Regions from separate parts of the Salmo salar genome. Here region 1 is linked to region 2. The links are chromatin contacts, called in public Hi-C maps. All regions are on one chromosome and are shown on one strand. The core of a region is the stretch at or near the end of the contact, and the rest is flanking DNA. Distances in the headings are between cores, read along the strand shown.

Region 1 (7,577 bases), core at 2,864-5,363, 95 kb after region 2:
ATTGAGAAGGTTTTTTGGGGAAAAAATATAATTGAAGTTAGGTTTATATCCCATCCTACATCCTGATATTACCAGGTTCTGACCACTACATATAGATGTTTTGTAGTAAAAAAGATAGTGGAAAATAAGTGTTTCCAATGACATCATCAACCAATTAGTGGACAATTAGGAGGCAATTGGTAGGCAATGCCTGCTCATAATGGGTTAAAATCACATGATGCACACCAATGATGCCATTGCAAACACTTCCTCTATCTTTTTACTAGAAAACATAGAAACATGCCATATTCTCATATGATGGTGCTGGAGATGATCAATTTGAAGTTGAGAAATTGTGCAATTTTCCTTTAAGATATTTTCTAATTTCTCTCCCTCTTGAGGAGGGAGGATTATGGAAGTTCACAGAAGTAACAAATGAAGGTAGAACTACCAATTAGTTAGTGTTTTTACTGATAACAATTTTGTTTATGAATTATTAAGTGATTAAAATGCTTCACTCTGTAACCAAATGACCTGAAAAATATCACAATTACTGCAATTGAATTGGCCACAATGAGAAATCATAGTAGTCATAAACCACAGTTGCAGTACAGTAAAGTAGAGTATAGTTCAGTACAGTAGAGCACACATGAGTATAGTACAGTATAATATACTGTACTGTGCTCTACTTTACTATACTGTACTTTACTGTGCTCTAATAAGCTGTACTGTGATGTCCAAACTTGTGAAACATAGATGTGTATATATATGGTTGCTACTGTAAAAAAAAAAAGTAGGGTTCAGTACAGCAGATCACAAATGAGTAGAGTACAGTATAATGTAATATACTCTACTGGACTGTACTGTACAGAATTATTCTCTACTCGACTTTTCTTTACTGCACTGTATTCTACTGCACTGTATTCTACTGCTGTACTGTGCTATGCTATACTGGACTCTACTGTGCTCTATGGTGATTAGCAAACTTGTTAAACTTAGACGTCTATTATTGGTACAGATTTAGTCCAGTCTGGACCAACCAAATGTGGTCTTGTTTGGGGGCAGCGCTCATTAGAATGATAGCCAGTGAGTAGAATAATACCCGCACATGCCAAGGAGGATATTAATTTTGTCTACCTTTGTGAACCTCAGGATACATCACCACGAAGAGAATGACATTCATAATTATGCATTTCTGTATTGTACAGATGAAGGACCCATTACTCTAGTTCAGAACCAAAATAGATGTTTTCAAACTCAAGGTGTCATATCATAGCTAACACCTGTCTTTCTGCAGACATCTTAATTCGGGGTAGATACTTAAGAGTTTTTGGGTAACGTATAGTCACTTAAAATCTGAAGGAGATTTTAATATCATTCTATTACCAAACTTTGCATCTGACCTGTTCCTCGAGTAAATTAAAAGTAGACTTCTGCATGTAGGTGTATGATTTGTAAAACTTACGTATTTTTGCTTGGTATACATTTTGAAGTGAAAAGGTGAGTCACAGTATCACTCTGTTACTGTGGAATTGCCTATAATTAGCTTTGAAGTGTATTACTTTATTAATGGCTGTCAGCCACATCAGCTGTTATGTGCCATACTGTATATATGACATTATAGAGGAGTTTTCCATATGTTCTGGTACTCCTACAAGACTTTTCATGAATTTTCAATCCCGAAATGAACTGGCAGACAGATGGATGTCATGGGTTGAAGTCCCCCCCCCTCTCTCTCTCTCTTTGCCATAGTGGACCATTTATCTGATTACTGAGGGAGTTTTTAATGAGGACTAAGAGTCGAGTGGCGTACCAGAGCTAAGAGGCCCCTGACGCAGCCTGGCTCCACTCTGGGCCCCTTGGCAGGCATCACAACCACCACGGCCCTCCTCTCCTGGCCTGGCTAACTCTCCACACACATGCCCACTTTGAGAGAATCTAGCAGCTGGTCAATGTTTATTACGCAACCCTGAGATCTACCACATGAAAAAGCCTTCTGGAATCGCACAACATCGTTAGAACAGAGGGAAAGAAAAGGAAGAAAACCAGAACCAACATTTTTCTGATAGGGTTGAGTAATTGTCTTTTGGCAGAGCGAGCGGTGGTCATTTAGCGAGGTCGATTTGGGCTAAGGTGGTCGATTTGAGACGTCTGTCTGTCTCACCATTGAAAAATCTTGATTTCCATTTTGGAAGTTATCTACAGTTAGCTAGCTAGGCGACAGCCGGTCTGATTGATTAGCCTGAGTGGATTACATAAGATCTGTTGAGTCAGGGCTCGCTTCGGAGTGTCAGATTGAAATGTCATAGCAGGTTCAACAGACGCTTACACTGTATCTTTCCTAACTCCGAGGGTTAGACAGTTATCATCTGACGTGTGTGTATGTCGTCTCGTCTATTGTAACAGGATCCTTGTACACATAGGCCTCTCATTCCTCTCTGTAACACACTGGCCCACTTGACTATGCATAATGACCAGTCACAGGGGTCATACTGATTCTAATGTTTAGCTAGTGTTCCTGCTCCTCTTCCATACCCTCGTAAATCAGACATGGTCTTGGCATGGTCGCTCATACTGTCAGCTCTCTGGCTTGGCCTCTCTGGTAGAAAGAGAAGTTTGAAATGGGTATCAATTAGGGGTGGCACAATTACTGTATAACTGTGTAACCGACGGTTATGGATGAAGACCGTCATGAAAATAAAATAACAGCTGACAAGTAGACGGGACGGCGAGGCATTCGTGCGGTTGAGTTCGTTTCTGCGATAACATGGACTCTTAACGACATGATTCAACTTTGTTGCCGCTTGCTGAAGCAAGCAAAGTGTTGTAGCAAATTATTAATAGAATGGGCTTGGAACTTCTAACCATAAAGATCCTATTCATAGATTGCAACTCCGTCACTTGGTCGCATTGCGCCATTGTTATGAACGTTCTCAAGCCGCACTCTACCTCACTCTCAAGCCGCACACTCTATGACGCAATCATTTCCATGGTAATATAGAATGTTCGTTCAACTGATGTTATCTGATGTGGCTCATGCAATAGAATCTATTTCTTGTAATGTCAGTTGAGTTGAATCAGCAAATCACAGCACATATTGATATGTACACGTCCTGCTTCTATTTCCTGCTCTGCTCCTATTGGTACACTCATTGGCCGCCAGTCCACCCATTATGCCATCATTGACTTGAATGGGGAACGGGCATTCTATTCATTCTATTTCTATGGCAACACATGCGGTCAGGAGCAGAGGAAAGGAGAAAACATACTATTCGAGCGGTTATTACGTAGACCAGTAACCATCCAGTGGCCAGTAACCGTCATCCAAAATTCCATGACCGTCACAGCCGTAGTATCAACAAAAACAACAGGATGTTCAACACGGAACTGTGGTTCCCTCTGGGTATTATATTAGGCAACACATGATGTTGATGTCCCATTAGCTTGTGGTATATGAGCAGACCTTGTTTTAAATACGATTTGAAATCTTTGCTCTACCCTGCCAGATAGGCAGGTTTTGCTGTTTTGGGACTATTTTATTTATCTATTAAGCCTGGCAAGCTCAGTCAAGCGCAGTATTTTAAATGTATTTAAAATTATTTTGAATTGTATTTGAACCCAAGTCTGAATGTGAGAAGAGGACTCAGTCTGCCAGCCAGGGAGAGCCATGGAGAGTTCAAGGCAGGGTTGAGGATGGGAAATTGTGAGGGAGCGGAGCGCCAAGCAGGCCGGGTGGGGTGTGAGTTTTGGGTGTGCTTGCCTGGGAAAATTCCTCCTCCCCTCCCGTCTTCTGTCCTGTGTTGCACAGTTAAACCCTGCAGCATAAACAGACTGATCCTAGAGCTTTACTCTACATAAAGGTCTGACACCTACACCACACCGTCTGCAACCCAAATGGCACCGTATTCCGTATATGGTGCACTACTTTTGACCAGGGCCCACGGGGCTTTGGTCAAAAGTAGTGCGCTATGTAGGGAATAGGGTGCCATTTGTGACGCAGTCACCATCACACCACTGCCTGGCCGTGAGAGAGATAGAAAAAGGGATGTTTGTGTTTTGTGTCCTAGTCAGAGCCTGTTCAGACCTGTCCTTATGACGTTATTAGAACGGTGTCTGAATACCGGAGCATAAATAGCAGGGATAACACCCGAGCTGCTGATGCAGGGATGATGCACACGTACAAGTATGCACAGATGAACACGCACACCCGCGGGAGTCATCAACCATGAATAATCAATCTCTGGTGTGTAGAAAGAATAGGGCCCTATAAAATCAGTTTTATTTTTTACTAAAAGATTCCATTTTAATGTATGCATTCTGTGATTCCGTCCGTGTTCTCCGCGTCGCGGATTTGACAGGGCCCTAATGGAAGAAACAGTTGATTCTGGAAGAGGAACGGTAGATCCTAGGGCATCACTCAGGCTGGTCTGTGTGCGTAGGTTTGTGCCTTTACTCTACAGGCATTCCTGCACTGTACAGAGGCTGTTAGTCTTCCTCTTCTAACCCAGACTTTTAAAGTGGACTTCAAACTCATGGCGTTAGTCTGTAAATGTCATAGCTGAATCATTTTACCCAGGTCTCCCCATGGCATGCAGAGGCAGGTGGAGCGGTGTGAGGTAGCGAGGTGAACTGTTTCAGTAGTGCAGCGGTGAGCCGAGGCTCTCCGTATGGAGTCAGGGAGAGAGAACATATGCTTTATTATGTGACACATTTCAGCTGGTGTGAAGTAACTCGCTGACGAGTATGACTGTAGGCGCAGGGCTGCCAGGAAGGTTTATGTGTGTGTCCCTCCGATATCTCCTGCTGTTATTCGCTGGAGGGAAGCTCCCACATGATGTTCCGGCCTTTGGTGTGTGTGGTTGTTTGTGTGTATTATGTGTGGGCGTGTCCAATATTCACATTCTCTCTCTATTGGCTCCATAAGGGACAGAACAACATAGCACAGATGCACCTTGCATCATAGCATAGAACAACATTACAGAGCACCACAGTATTAGAGCACCAGTCAGTAGTCCTACAATAGGACTCACCCCAATAGCACCAGGGCTCCTGCCAGTTAACCTAGGAATTATAGGACTCCATCTCCATGGAGACCAGCCATCGGGGCCTGAAAAGGGGGCCAGGTCAGAATAGTCTTGGACTCGGCGGAGCTCACACCCCCGTCATTAGGTTTTTAGGCTGCTGAGTACTTCACTGTGTACACAAAACCCATATTAGCATCCTCGTGGGTGGCCAGTCAGAGCGAGAGACTGACAGAGGAGAGAAAGAGATTGATATGGTTATGAAAGTGTGATCGTTTATGGATCATTTCTGAAACGCCATTCCATTTATAATTGTATAATGCTTAGAGGTGTAACTTTCTACTTTTAGCCTAGTGGTGATGGCCTGCTATGCCTGAAAAACATCACACTCTTTCCTGATATAATTTTTGCCCTTTTGAATCTCCTTTGAAACGTCCTCAAATCACGTCAGTTGTTAACTCCGTTTTGAGGGTTTGGGGAAACTAGCTCATCAGAGCAGGCAGTGTATTGTATACGTATGTTTAAAGATGGGATCTGATATTGGAGTGAGTAATGCTGTATGTTTATACAGACCTGGCCCCTGTGGACGTGCTAATAGGTTCTGAGTAAGAGGAACACTTTGGGTTGGTGTTGACATCACCTCATTAGTTCAGGCTGCAGACCAGACCACTGAGCGTCACACACACTGGTGACTAACCAATCTTTTCCACTCGGTGTGTGTTTAAACTGTGGATCAGATAAAAAAAATAAGGCTGAGGGTAAACTGAGATGTCACCGTCATCACATTTGCCACTGAACTGGTTCTACTGTGCCCTATACTATGAATCAGGCTTGAGGAGGTAACTTTGGTCAACTCGTGAGTTCAACTCAGGATAACTGGTACCACGAAAGTGTCTCACCTTTTAGCCAGGTACATTTCATTGGCAACAAATCTAACTGACCACAACCACATAACTGTTGACCACAACCACACAACGTCTGACCACAACCAGACTACTGCTGACCACATCTAGTGACCACAACTACTGACCACAACCACTCATCTTCTGACCACACAACTACTGACCACTCAACTACTTACCACAATTACTGACCACAACCACACAACTGCTGACCACATCTTGTGACCACAACTACTGACCACAACCACATATATTTTGACCACACTTCTAATCACCATAACTACTGAACACCACAATTACTGACTACAACCACACAATTACTGACCACAAAACTACTGACCACCACAATTACAATTACTGACCACAACTATTGAACAACATCTATTGAACAACAACTAGTGACCACAAAACTACTGATCACAACTACTGCTCTGGTCTGCGCTAGCTCTGGTCCTGGGTGTAGCTAGCTAGCTGTGCATCGCACTAGCTCTGGTCTAGCTCTGGTCTGTGCTATAAAGTATATCTACATAAATGTGCATGCATATAATTACTACCAACAATAATTGTAACTCTTGAACTGTTCAGGCTAGATACACCAAACCTCAAATTCATGAAAAACTTTTATGAACTAATAACTATATACATTTGAATAATTTAACCCACCAACAGTAACTCTTAAATTGTTACAGCTACATACACCAAACCAGCTTTCACATGTTCAGGCTATCCTAACTTCAAATGATGTAAATATTTTATCAACTATAGACATTTGCGTAAAATAACACACCTACATTCGTTCATGAACCGTTCAAGCTAAAGACACCAAACCGACTTCCACATGTTCACACTATCCTAACGTCAAAGTCTTAACATGTTTTACTGTCTATCACTATAGAAATTAGCATAAAATAACCCACCAACAATAACTCTTAAACCGTTCAAGCTAGATACAACAAACCAACTTTCATATGTTCAGGCTATTTTAACTTTTCATCTACCTGCTTTTTCAACTATAACCAGTCCCCATCATTACTACTGCAAACAGTATCACTACTATAACGTTCTTCTAAACCATACATACTTTAAAACTGATTTGCTTTAAATAGTAAAGTAAAACATTTTAAACATTTACCATTACCACAAAAATACTTTTTAAAGAGTTAAAGCAAGTCCCATCAATTGTACTTCATGTACAATTACAATCTAGTTGTTATTATTATAATATGCATATGGACAGGGCTTTTCCCAGATTACATGACCTAAGGCCTAGAGTTTTGTGCTGGCCAGGTAGAGAGGAAAAACTGTAGGGGTCTGTAGTCTTACAGAGTGTTATTTAGTGTAGACTGTGGTAGATGCTAAGTAGAGAGAGGCTCCACAATAAACAGAACCAATCTGGGGAGTAAACCGTAAACATATTGTTTCTGTGAAGAGGTGGGCTCACTGCTCAGTCTTACTGGAAGAGGCATGGTGTGTTGCTACCATCACATACAGCAGTTATCCCTTATTAGTTTAAGACCATTGGGACCACTGCAGGAAGATAAAGCACCAATGTCCCCAGTGAGTCGTCACACTGAGTCAATGTGTCCAGATGTTCTCCTCTGAAAGGGAAGTCCATTCAGCTCCCCTGGCCCTTGTGCTGTGTGTCAGGTCTCTGTCTCAGCCCTGAACGGCAGCA
Region 2 (7,768 bases), core at 2,308-4,807:
TCACTGCATTTGAATCACACAGCCTCAGTCACTTACTCACCTTGTCCACTGTGTGTGTACCTCTCTGTGACATAAGCTAAACATCTAGCTGGCTAGCTCATCATGTCTCAGTCTAAACTGTACAGTAAACTCAAAAATACAGAAAGGAGTGGGAATCAAACCCTGAATTCAAAGGCTGGTTGAAGCCGTTTATTGGAAATGATACACGGGCATACTGCCTGTATTGTAAGGCTGATTTCTACGCCAAACGTAGTGATGTAAAAAAAAAACACGACATCTCAAAAACATACTCAAAAGGCAAAGACTTATAACAGTTCTACCCAAAACAAGCTGCCATTTATGGTTAAAAGAATTGACTCTGCAAAAAAGGCTGAGGGCACCATGGCATTAGCTATCGCTGAACACTGTTCCATGCTGGCATGTGATCACATTGGAGAAGCATATAGAGCTGCTTTCTCAGACTCCACTGCTGCTACCCACTTCAAAGTGCACAGAAATGATTAATGGTGTTTTAGCACCATACTTTCTGAAAAAGTTGGTCGCAGATGTTGGTGACCAGCGTTTCAGCCTCCTCCTCGATAAGTCCACGGATGTAAGTGTTTCTAAGTACCTGGGGGGTTGTCATAAGGTACTTTAGTGACACCAAGCAGACAATTGTATCAACATTTCTGGGGCTTGTTGAGTTGGAGGGAGGAGATGCCAAATCTATAGCCCGTTCTGTTGTGGCTTTCCTCGAGAAGTGTTGTCTTAAAAAATAATCTCCTGGGGATAGGGACTGACAATGCCTCTGTTATGATGGGAATTAACAATGGGGTCCATAAAGTGCTGAAGGAGGAGTATGGCCTCAAATATCTGGTTCTTATTCGCTGTGTGTGCCACTCTCTGCAGCTTGCTCATTTGTAGGTCTTAACATATTTAGGGTGTTGTTACTGACTTTTTGTCTCTCCCACTACGTTATTTCTCTCTCCTACAGCGTCCATCACAATTACATGCACATGGCCAATTATTCAAATTAGGTGATGACGTCATTTAGCGACTTCTAGCGACTTTTAGGACAGCCAATAGCTACTTTCCTTACTGAGGAGTTGGCAACACTGCAGTTAACGTTACGGCGAGTGAAGTAGCTAGCTAGATGGCTAGGACACCGGTACGCAGTGTCCTTCGCCCCCGACTACCAAGCAATGTTTTCCCGCAATTCTTTTAACGTTATCTGGTATCCAACGCATCGACGGATTTCACATAAATGTTAAGCTAAAACATTGCACATTAGGTACACTACAATGATGACATAGCCTCAACGAGAACTCGGATAATACTTTTATTTCCCGTTTGAGCCACAATCCAATCGCATAGATACTCAAGGGAAATCCAGAATATCAAAAGTGTCAGTTAATAAACACAAGCATTAAGATCCCTGCAACAAAGAGTACAAGCTGTATTCCTATACTAACACTCATTCAGCCATTTTCATTCAACACTGAAAATTCATTCCACCAGTACAGTAGGTAAGTCATATCATTGAGGGGTTGTGGTGTTGGAGAGGGGTTTAGAGATGAAGGGTCTGATAGATGATGTCTACAGTTGAACTCGATTGGGCAGCCCTGCAACACACTCATGATCCCACTGCCTACCTGTCTTACTGGAACCGTCTCTCTGCATGGGAACATTTTCACAGTTCGACACGCCGTTCATCCTCAGGCAGAACAAATTAACTTAGAACACGGAACTTAGAACAAATGTCTTACTATTCTCCCAGGTTTCAATGAGACCTGGGATTCCTTCTCTCCCTCGTGTTTTTCTCAACTAAGTTTAATAATAACGCCGGGAGAGAGGAGAGAGATGTGAAAAAAGGGACTGTTTGCAGTCTTTGTCTTTGTCAAGCGGGTTTAGCTGTGGGATGGTTCAGAAGCTTACAAAAACAACCCTATTATCACCGACACAGATAATTATTTGTAATCAAAACAAAATACTAAATCTCATTTACTCAAATGTATTTGTGGAAGTTTATACTTAATGTACATCAACATTGAATTTGACCTGATGTTGACTGTCATTATGTGAATGGTTGTGCATGTTAACTCATATTTGACGTTACCCTATCTGGAACGTCTGAAACGTTCTGCACACATAACAGGCTATGCGTGAGTCACTTACTAGGTAGCACATACAGTAACATCCTTCTCTAGAATGACTCCACTCAGACTGGGATGCAATGCTTCAGTGGAAAGATTCAGTGTAGGGCATCCTTCCTCCGGCATCCTAGATATCGCCCTGTTATTGTCGGTCTGTCTCTAGCACGCTGTAAGATACTGGAAGGCAAACTCTCCTATTAAAATGCTTGTGTTGAATAGCCTGCCTCATTGAAAACCCAAAGCCTCCATGACCTACATTAATCTCTCTCTCTCTCTCTCTCTCTCTCTCTCTTTTCTCTCTTACATCTCTCTCTCTCTCTCGTTCTCTCTCTTTTTCACGCGCGCACACACACACACACATGCACTCTCGCAGACACACTTCACACACGTAGGTAAACACACACTTGCAGGGACACACACTCTCATATACACACACACACACACTCAGAGTGGATCAGGCAGATGTGCTTTGAGCTTGTTGAATGAAAAGGTTGAACTCAATTCACATTTTATTCCTCATTTACCTGGTCCCTTTTTCAATGTCATTCTCTCTCGGTCTCTCTTTCATTCTCTCTGTTTCTCCTCACCTGTCTCTTGCTCTCTATCTCTCTCGCTCTCTATCTTTTTCTCTCTCGCACAATTGCTTTCTTTCAGTGTTTCTTTTTTCATCCTCACAGACATTCTTATGCTCCTCTGTCTGTCTTCCTCTTTGTTTCTCCTCATGTAGAGGCACTTAACCGATATTGGCTTAGCAGATGTGGTTGGCCATTACACAATGTAACAATCTGATGTTGGCATATCAACATTTATTTCATATCCATACTGATAATGTTATTGCATTTTTTTTTCTCTTTCCTCAGGAGGTCCCCTGTGGCCACTCAGCCTCCCATCACCAGAGTCTGTTTGCCAGGTAAGACCACAATGCACTGCTCTCTCCTACAATGCATCTTCTGTCCCAAAAACAGTGATATTGGTTTGTCTGTCCATCTGTTTGCCACTGACTGTTGTTTGAATCAGCCTTAAAACACTGTCTCAATGTCAAGACTGTTCTCTTGGTCTCTCGTCTCTGCGATCTTTCTCTCTCTTTCTCCTTCTTTCCCTCTCTCTTCTCTTGATTTCTTGTCTACGTGACCACCCTCACACTTGAACCCTGAGACCTCAGCCCCGACCCTTTCCCCCCTCTCATCGGTTCAGATACACCTCCTCCCCACCCCCAGCCTATATTTAGTCTGTATTTATCGCTGGGAAGTTCCAGGAAACCTTTCACTCTCGCCACTCTATCCTAATGTCTTTATCTTCTCACTGAAAATACAACAGCATGTGAATCCTGCTCATTAGAAATGTACTGGACCCATTATTAGGGAGTTGAGACTATGGTGTGTGCGTGATTGGGAACTCCTTACTGTGTCCTTGAGCTTAATGCTCTCAGCCTACACTACGTCACTAGCTATCAAACTGTGTACATGGGTGATAGTGTGAGTAGCGCAGGCTGCCATAACAACAAGGCCTTTTTGTCACACACACACACACACACACACACACACACACACACACACACACACACACACACACACACACACACACACACACACTTGAATGGTGAGACAAGAGCGATAGAGGAGCTCTCCGCAATGTTGATTAAACATAGCAGGAGAAGTGTGGGATTTCGTTAGTGGTTTGCGTCACAATGAAGGAGACTGGGATGCCATTGAGTCTCCTGCTACAGACAGTCATAACACAGGGAGCTTACTTTCATGCCTCTCATTCCTCTCACTGTGTGTTATCCTAAACACTTCCAGTCATTGGACTTACAATACAAGGAATGCAAGGACAGAGGAGTCCACTTTTTTGTTGGCCCGGTTGATTTACGGGATTAATAACATTGACTTCATCATTCTGGTTAACCTGTATTACAGAAGTAAGCCCTTTTACTGCATCTGTCTCATTTTTAAGTGGTTTGACTACTGTGCCTAGTTCCCAGAGAAAGAGAAGACAGATTGAAATAGAGAAGAGCAAGTGCGTGATGTGAGAGTGCATGTGCGTCCATATGAGTAGGCCTACATTTGCATGTCTGTATGTGCAAGTGCGCAGTGTGTACGTGTGTGTGTATGTGTGTGTGAGAGAGTGCATGTGCGTCCATATGAGTAGGCCTACGATTGCATTTCAGTATGTGCAAATGCGCAGTGTATGTGTGTTTAGAGTGCAGTCCTGCACAAGTGTGTTTTGTGTATCGGAGTGTGTGTGTTCAAGCGGGTGTGTGTATATGAGCGGGTGTGTGTGTGGGTGTGTTGCTGTGGGAAGGGAGGTGTTCCTGTTTGACAGTGGTGCGGGGCCCTGATTGACGTCAGCCCGCCTGCATGTGGCTTTTGTTGACTTCCTGTCAGCGCAGATGGACAGACCAGCACTTCCAGTATCTGGAGAGGGAGAGCTCATCAGGTGTGTGTGTGTGTGTGTGTGTGTTATGTGTGTGTGTGGGGGGGGGTGTGTTTCCAATAAGCAGATTACGCTACGAAGATTATTATGACCTATTGATTAAGTCCATCCAGGGTCGTGCGCTGTCAGTCTGATACTTGATGCGTTTTCCTATCAGTAGTTTTAGTTCAAAGTCTCCTCAGAGAGCATCATCACTAGCAGACTGCTGGTAGTAGCACAGGAGTAATTGACTGCAGTGCTGAAGGGTTGGACATTTTGATTGGAGGTGTTTTACCTTCATTGAGCTCATTGTGAATGATCAGATAGGCAGTCTGCACTCACCCAATCCTCCAATAATACATTTGTCCTCACTTGCTCAGGTTAGCTTAGGTCATATCTAGACACAAGGCTAGTTGATGAGACGTTCACATATTGTAGCTGAAGGCTTTGACCGGACGTGCTACCTGTCCCAGACCTGCTGTCCCAAACCTGCTGGAACCCTGACCTGTTCACCGGACGTGCTACCTGTCCCAGACCTGCTGTTTTCAACTCTCTAGAGACAGCAGGAGCGGTAGAGATACTCTCAAAGATCGGCTATGAAAAAGCCAACTGACACTTACTCTTGTGTTACTGACTTGTTGCACCCTCGACAACTACTATGATTATTATTATTTTACCATGCTGGTCATTTATGAACATTTGAACATCTAGGCCATGCGCTGTTATAATCTCCACCCGGCACAGCCAGAAGAGGACTGGCCACCCCTCATAGCCTGGTTCCTCTCTAGGTTTATTCCTAGGTTTTGGCCTTTCTAGGGAGTTTTTCCTAGCCACCGTGCTTCTACACCTGCATTGCTTGCTGTTTGGGGTTTTAAGCTGGGTTTCTGTACAGCACTTTGAGATATCAGCTGATGTAAGAAGGGCTATATAAATAAATTTGATTTGATTTGTTGTCGGTTACCTTCTGCATAGCTACTCTGCATGAAGCCACCAGGAACATGACATCACCCTCTATTCATCACTCCCTCAAGAGAGTGAATTATAAGGGTGCCGTTTTTTTCAAAAGGACCTACAGTACGGTATGTGTGCACAACATTTTGGGATGGGCCTAGTAAAAACATGTCATTTAAGTCTTTTTTAAAAATGTGTTACCTTTTTAATTTGGCATGAACACAACCAGTCATGATGTTTTCATCTTATTGCCGATCAAATCACTTCAAACAGTAGGCAACCTGCGCATTTTTCGCCGAATAATTCCATCATCCAAAAAGTGCACCGTGCACTCGCGTCGTTTGATGAACTGAAAGAAACACCTTTTACGAAACACCCCAAAATGTAATGAAATTGGGTGATTGTCATTGGGTCTACACTCTTTTAGCCTTAAATTCATTGATGCGTCTTGCTCACAAATTACCTTTTTTGTAGAAAGAAAAATTGGGACACCTGAAAGAGGCTAAAATACAGGACTGTCCCAGGATGACAAGTGCAGACGCATGAAAAAATGTATGAAAATGTAAACCTTGAAACAGAGACGGGGGTGTTAGTTTAATTTGGAATACGTTTTTATTATGATATTTACCACTGTAGCAGTACAAATTGCATTGCATTTTAAACAAATAGGACAATGGTCAAATTAGCATTATTTAGAGACCCCCACTAAAGTTTGACTTTGTAACATTTAGGGGGGTTCATGTCTCCTTCAGAGGGTCTGACAACCCCCTGGGCCCCCCGTCATTTGCACTCTGACTCCCTCACCTCTGTCCCATTGCAGATCCTCTTTTCTTCCCATGCTCTGAGAGGTTGAATTCCCTCTTCCACCTGTACCCCCCCATCCCCTCTATGACAGTGGGTGATGTAACTCAACACCCAACCCTGTCTTTTTCTGTCTCGCCCTGGAGACAATGAGACAGAGGAAAAGAGTGATTCCTGTCCCATCCTCCCTCTGTCTGCTCCCCCTCTCTTTACGGGCCGGCGGAGGAGAGGAAACGGAGGGCAGGAAGAGGGGAGCAGATTGATCCTGTTATTGGCCTGTTGTCCCTGTCGTAAAGGAATGCGCTGGACGGACTGACATAACCCAGGAGGTGTTTTTGTGTCTGGCAGGCAGGGAGGCAGTGTGTGTGTGTGTGTTGCCACTGTGTTTGCTCACTCAGCGGACTGGGGGAAAAATAGGATACAGACAGACAAAGGGCCATTGTCTCTATGCCCACACCGCACAAACACGTAGGCGCTGGTAGAAAACACACACACACACACACACACACACACACACACACTGGTCTGCGGTCTGCACACTCGCAGTTCATGCAATGTCATGGCACGAGCTGTGATAAGTGTTAGGGACAGGGCCTCATCATCTCCTCTGTTATTGTTGTGTATGTTGTACAGCACGGGAGAGAATGGAAAAATCCACAAGACTGTGTACTATATCTTGTACAGTAGAGAATGGAAATAACCACACACAGACTCCATAAGGTTATCAGGACCTGATGTTCTTATCACAGTGAGGACCAGCGCAGCGGGGACTGTTGTCATAACTTCCCACCGGCACACTAAGTGACACGCGCCATGTAGCGCACACCGCAGCGGCAGGGCATGCAGGGAATTGGAAAAACCCAAGTGCAGTTTCTCACGGTGGCCGTGATGATGGACAGATAGAGGAGAGAGATGGAGAGAGATAGAGGAGAGAGATAGTCATCAGTGATTAGTGACAATCAGAACAGGTTGGGGAAGTCTGCCTGCTTCCTAGATTCCTGTGCATTTCTCACCAGAGGAATGTTGCTGTTCTGTTGCTGTGATGGTCATGCATAACAGAGGCCTCTGTTACTCTGTCATAGTTCTAGAGTCACAGAGGAAATGTTTTCCCCTGCCTGTGTTGACTGGACTATGGATAGTGGAAACACATACAGTCAGGTCCAAAATGATTGTCACCCCTGATAAAGATGAGCAAAAAATAATACAAATACAAATATATTGTATGCTCCAATTTTTTTCTGTTAATTATATTGTGAAAGAGATTTTGCTTAACGTGTAATACAAAATAATCTAAAAAAGATAGCCGTCTTTTATTGGCACCCCTGTTTTCTGTACTCATCCCTGTGTTCAGCATCCTAACTCTGCAAAGATTATGGCACTGACCCTTTTTAAAAATGTTTTATGAGATTTGAGAATTATTGGGAGGGATCCTAGGGCAGGCAGAGTCTTTCCAGATCCTTGATATCCTTTGG

Evidence for each region. A called contact is a pair of places that touch in the nucleus more often than the background predicts.
Region 1: a contact with region 2 is called in a Hi-C map of muscle, with 5 times the contacts expected there. The contact joins two enhancer-like sites. A contact is called at or near these places in 2 of 3 Hi-C or Micro-C datasets (gill and muscle).

The regions. Positions count from the first base shown.
Region 1 is chrssa23:10,324,783-10,332,359 of Ssal_v3.1, forward strand. The region is part of intron 1 of LOC106583991 (SH3-containing GRB2-like protein 3-interacting protein 1); the gene reads left to right. Among protein-coding and RNA genes, the nearest start is that of LOC106583991, 7.2 kb to the left of the region's middle. Within about 2 kb of position 4,114, at least 3 of the 13 cell types and tissues checked have an H3K27ac peak or open chromatin away from gene starts, as enhancers often do. A contact at or near this core is called in muscle, where this site is marked.
Region 2 is chrssa23:10,230,239-10,238,006 of Ssal_v3.1, forward strand. LOC106584037 (cAMP-specific 3',5'-cyclic phosphodiesterase 4B) reads left to right here. Exons shown (of 15, transcript XM_014168843.2): 7 at 2,993-3,042. Among protein-coding and RNA genes, the nearest start is that of LOC106583991, 87 kb to the right of the region's middle. Within about 2 kb of position 3,558, at least 4 of the 13 cell types and tissues checked have an H3K27ac peak or open chromatin away from gene starts, as enhancers often do. A contact at or near this core is called in muscle, where this site is marked.